Linked DNA regions of Ovis aries: region 2 is linked to region 1. A link is a contact called in public Hi-C data. All regions are on one chromosome and are shown on one strand. Each heading gives the region's core, a stretch centred on a gene start, on an enhancer-like site or on the middle of the called end of the contact. The rest is flanking DNA. Distances are from core to core; before and after follow the strand shown. Region 1 overlaps IL1R1 (interleukin 1 receptor type 1). Region 2 overlaps IL1R2 (interleukin 1 receptor type 2).

Evidence for each region. Hi-C and Micro-C count contacts between places; a contact is called where the count stands out from the background.
Region 2: a Hi-C map of liver shows a contact between it and region 1, with 3 times the contacts expected there. The contact joins two enhancer-like sites. A contact is called at or near these places in 3 of 16 Hi-C or Micro-C datasets (liver, skin fibroblasts and tail adipose tissue).

Annotation. Positions count from the first base shown.
Region 1 is chr3:99,615,107-99,617,711 of ARS-UI_Ramb_v3.0, forward strand. All of the region lies in intron 1 of IL1R1 (interleukin 1 receptor type 1), which reads right to left. Among named protein-coding and RNA genes, the nearest start is that of IL1R1, 25 kb to the right of the region's middle. Within about 2 kb of position 1,330, at least 19 of the 54 cell types and tissues checked have an H3K27ac peak or open chromatin away from gene starts, as enhancers often do. A contact at or near this core is called in liver, where this site is marked.
Region 2 is chr3:99,751,821-99,754,425 of ARS-UI_Ramb_v3.0, forward strand. IL1R2 (interleukin 1 receptor type 2) reads right to left here. Exons shown (of 10, transcript XM_060412382.1): 7 at 1-9. Among named protein-coding and RNA genes, the nearest start is that of IL1R2, 25 kb to the right of the region's middle. Within about 2 kb of position 1,306, at least 9 of the 54 cell types and tissues checked have an H3K27ac peak or open chromatin away from gene starts, as enhancers often do. A contact at or near this core is called in liver, where this site is marked.

The DNA.
Region 1 (2,605 bases), core at 80-2,579:
AGCCTAGGCTAAAAGGTCCTTAACTGTCATATGTGCAATAGGAAAGAAAAAAAAAAAAATGCTGACAAGTAACTATGACATCATCTATTGCAAGATGTATCTTCAAATGTGGTGGGAAAGACTCCAGACTTTGTCAAGAGGCAAAAAGGAATTATTTGCAACTCTTCAAACTGGTCTTTACTTCTCAAAAATCAGGGAAGAAGAGTGGACTCACACACCAGAGAGTGAGCAGAACTGGACTAGGGTGGGGTGGACACGGCCAGTGGTTGCGGGAAGAGCCTGCAGAAAGCGGAAGAGGAGGAAGCAAGAGCTTAGCTCTGACGGTTAAGTCTGGAAGTGGGGATAGAAACCTGTGGTCTCTTCCCCTGGGGTGGTCTGGGAGATAGAAGTTCCCCAGAGAGGTGGGCTCAGAGTGAGACCTGGCTTCTAGCCAGGCACTTGGGTGTGGGGGGGGGGGTGGGTGGGCAGTCACAGAGCCAGGGAGCTACCACCAGCAGAGTGGGAGAAGCCACCAAGGATTTCTGGAACCAGGAGGCTGGAGTCCAGGGGCCTCATATATGGGGGGCAATAGGAAGGCCCACGGCTGTTGGCACCCAGCGGCTTCTTGCCCTGCAGCTGATAAGACCTGTCACACCACGGCAGACACAGGGCACTGGAGACCACAAGGACCCAAGGATAGGCTGCCACCTGACCCAGAAGAATGAGACATCCCTGCGGGGTGTGTGAGCGGGGGTTCCCTCTCCACCACCCCTGCAGACGCGCACCCCCCGAGAGGACCAGAGGAAGCCTGAGGGGATGCTCTGAAAGGCCATTTCCCAGGAGTTACTGAGAATAAAAATAGGCTCAGTGGCAAATATAGTAATGCCGCCAGCACCAGACTGAAAACCTTGACCTTGGAGGCACATGCTGGAACTAACTGATCCTGACCTGTGCCCATTCAGTAAACATTTATGGGGCTCACGCTCCCTGCCGGGCAGTGTGCTAGGATCTAGGATGGATCCGGGAACAAATCAGAACCCCCCCACCGTGGAGCCCACATCCTGCAGGGTGTGGACAGACAGTGAACTGCAAAGGCGATAAGGAAGGGACTTGCACAGACTGGGAGATGTGAAGCTGGGAAACAAGTGTCTGCCTCGAGGAGTCTGGGCCCAAGAGCGGAGCCGCGCCCAGTTACACAGCACGCACCCCCACTGCGCCCCTGCGCTGGTCTCCCCCAGTGCCGCCTCCCTGTGCAGGACACCGAGGGCAGAAGAGTCAGCACAACGCAGGCCCTGTCCTCGGCGGCCTGCTGGCTCAGCCGGGAACTGGCACCACCGGCTCCACAGGGCAGGAACTGGGCTTTTCCTCCAGCTCACAGTTGTTTACCTGGCACTCAGGCAAGCGGAGCCAGGCACTGGGCATGCACACAGCACGCTCACACGCACATGTGAAACACTCACAAAGTGCACACACGCCACAGAAAATATACACACGGGCACAACACAGAACAGTCACACAGCACACAGTCACACAGCATGCAATTACACACACACACACACACACACACACACACTCATAACACATACACCAAACATCATGCAACAAATACCTACATACTCACACAATATACACAGGTATAACATACACAAAAGATACAACACAACACACACTCAATCAATACACCCTCACACAAAACACAGAAAACAGCCATGCAACATACCACACACACAAAAAACACACACTTACACAACATATACAAAATAGTCACAACCTCCAATACACACACAACACAGTCACACACTCATACAGCATACACAAAAATACACACAGCAAACACAACCCCTCTCCCCCACCCACACATAACATACACACTCACACAACACACACATCCAAGTCTCCATGCTAAAATGTTTTCACGTTAAATCCTCCAGAGATGCAGGCAGACAAGGCCAACCAAGCAGGCGAAGGTGAATGAAATGAAAACCCGGAGACCTGGGGGCAGGGGTGTCCCAACTGAGCCACCGCAGGACTACACTTCGGGTCCCGAGTTCCCACAGGAGCCCCCACAGGAGCCCCCACAGGGGCTTATGAATGGTTTATGACCATCAGAGTGGTTTACGGCCAAGATTTCTGGGTCTGCTCTCGTCATGGAACTTCTGCCAAGATGTTCCAGATTCTGTCCATGCCAAGGCCGAGAGGGAGCTCTCAACGCCTGGCGCTTCGGGAAAGTTACAGTCACATTGTGCAACTGTGTCACTGGGTCTCCTTTCCAGAAGTTAGTCTGACGCAGTGATTTAAAACATTAACCCCCCGGCTGCACGAAATTTATCTTCCGATTTTCAGCAGATCAAAGGAAGCGCGATATTTGTCTTTCTCTTATGTTGCCTATTCTTTAATCTGCTGAGACTTAGAAAATATTTTTTTTTCTGCTATTGCCAGGTTATTGTTTTAATAACATCAGACTAGCTTCTGGAAAGACCTCAATGACATATCAGTGCATATACGTGGAATCTAGAAAAACGATTCAGATGAACCTATCTGCAGGGCGGAAATGGAGACGGAGAGGACAGACATATGGCCACAGCTGGGGGATGAACTGGGAGGGGAGCACTGACGAGCACACACC
Region 2 (2,605 bases), core at 56-2,555, 140 kb after region 1:
CCTCTCGTTCTGAGAAAGCAGGAGGAAAGGAGATTCAATGAGGAAGCGCTTCAGTGCGAGCTCAGGGTCAGGGTCTATTGTTTAGCTAATTAGCTAAATTCTCTTTTGCCGCAGAGCCAGACATTGTGAGACTCTGCTTTTGTCTGGCAAAGGAAACTGGCTAGCCACGAAATTGAGGCTCTTTGGCCAACGCTTTTCCCAGAAGAGAGATTACTGGAAGAAGCCGCAGTTAAACACACATTCCTCTCGCAGATGTCCTATGCTCTGTGATAACAATTAACCATTCCACTCCCTGGCTTCCTGAATGAACCCTTAACAAGAATGTTCTCAATGTCCATGGGACGGGCGTTCCTTCAAAGGCTCCTCACCCTACAGTAGCCCCCTCCGCACCTGCCACAGAGTCCTGGAGTCACTTGTGAAAAATAAAAAAGGCACAGGACATCCAGAACCACCTGTTTGTGATGCTCACCCGTGTGTATGCTAAGCCGCTTCAGCTGTGTCAGATTTTATGCGATTCTATGGACTGTAGCCCACCAGGCTCCTCTGTCCATGGGATTTTCCAGGCGAGAATACTGGAGTGGGTTGCCGTGCCCTCCTCCAGGGGCTGTTCCCGACCCTGGGATCAAGCCTGAGACTCCTGCGTTGGCAGGCGGGTGCCACTGGGAATGGCCACCTGGGGAACCTGCTAACCCCACACTGAGAGAGACAAGGCAACCCAGCTTGGCCACCTGGGCTTGCAATTGAGGAAACTGACTCTGCTGGGGAATCAGAGCCCAGCTCCCCAAGAGGCAGTTCTCCCAGCAGCTTGAAGAAACTGGGCATCTCAACTGGGGCAGAAAGGCCAGCAAATGGTGGATGAAGGGCTGCCCACGTCCACCACGGCTCCATCCTCATGTCTTCCACTAAAGAGCATCTGAAACCCTAATGGGATAAGCTTTAGGCAGCATCCCAGGTGAGCCCAGAGAGCAGCCGGCTTCTCCAGTGACCGAGATCATGAGCCTGCGCCTCCCTCCAAGGTCACAGGGCTGCTTCAGGGAGGCAGAGAGGGGAGAAAGATGCCCCAAGGACGAGATACATCCATGCGTCGAAAGTCCAGGGCACGTCAGGATCACCTGGGAGCTTATTAAATATGGGCTGCTCACTGTTTCTTGTTCAGTATGTCTGGGAGGAGGCCTGAGCGTCTGCGTGTCTGATGAGTACCCAAGTGATGCTGCAGCTGGCCGAGGACCACCCTTGAAAGCAGCTGAGACACAGTGTGGTCCTCAGGACACAGGATAGTAGGTAGGTTGGCGCCCCCTCGTGTTCCTGTGCAGTATCACATGAACAGGACAACGGTGGAGGGGGGTCAGGATTCTGGGGGATCCCCTCTGCAGGGGAGCAAGGGGCTGATGTGATTGAATCCTCACCAGACAGAGAGACTTCCGTTCATGGAAGACTCGATTTTCCCTGTACTAAGACTGAATCTCTGTATTCTCTGGGAGAAGAAAGTCTTTTCCCTTTGTAGACTAATTATATGCCTGAACATAGTTTCAAAGCTCTCTGAAATGTCCGTGTGTGAGTGTGTGTGTGTCTGCTCACTTGCTCAGTCATGCCCAACTCTTTGCCACCCCATGGACTGTAGCCTGCCAGGCTCCTCTGTCCATGGGATTCTCCAGGCAAGAGTACTGGAGTAAGTTGCCAGTCCCTCCTCCAAGGGATCTTCCTGACCCAGGGATCGAACCCTTATCACGTGCACCTCCTGCACTGGCAGGCGGATTCTTTACCACTAGTGCCACCTGGGAAGCCCTGAAAAGACCCCGATTGTGTAGTTGTTCAGTGTATAAAATTAAGAGAAGCACCATACTGTCCAGAGCAGGGGCCAGGACTTCACCGCCTGTGCGCCTCGTGCACCAAGCTTGATGCCCAGCACGTAGGAGGCATGGAAGAAACAGTGACCAAACCTGAAATGCTAATTGGTACTGTTCACACATTATTTTCAGGTAGAACTCATATAAACCAATGCGCGCCCTTGCTATTTTAAATCCTGGTTTCAAGAGCCACGAGACACACTTGTGTGTTAGTCGCTCAGCTTTCTCAGCCGTGCCCGACTCTTTGCGACACCCTGGGCTGTAGCCCACCAGGCTCTTCTGTCCATGGAATTCTCCAGGCAAGAATACTGGAGTGGCTTGTCATTTCCAAATCCAGGGGATTTCCACAACCCAGGGATTGAACCTGGGTCTCCTGCACTGCAGGAAGATTGTTTACCGTCTGAGCCTTCAGGCTAGACATGCTTGGGGAAGATCAAAAAGGAGAGATTTTTTTTCACCAGCTGTACCAATGTATAGACTTCTCATTGAAAACTCCAAAAAATCCTAGTATCCTAGAATTAGGAGAAGGAAATGGCAACCCACTCCAGCATTCTTGCTTGGGAAATCTCATGGACAGAGGAGCCTGGTGGGCTACAGTTCATGGGGTCACAAAGAGTCAGACATGACCCACCAACTGAGCACGCATGCACATCTAGAATTAGACACAAAGTTACGGCAACTGGGCTCTGATGACTGGCCCTCCAGGTGCAAGCCTTCCAAACGGACCTTGCAGAGGGGCCTTCCAAGTGAACTACTAT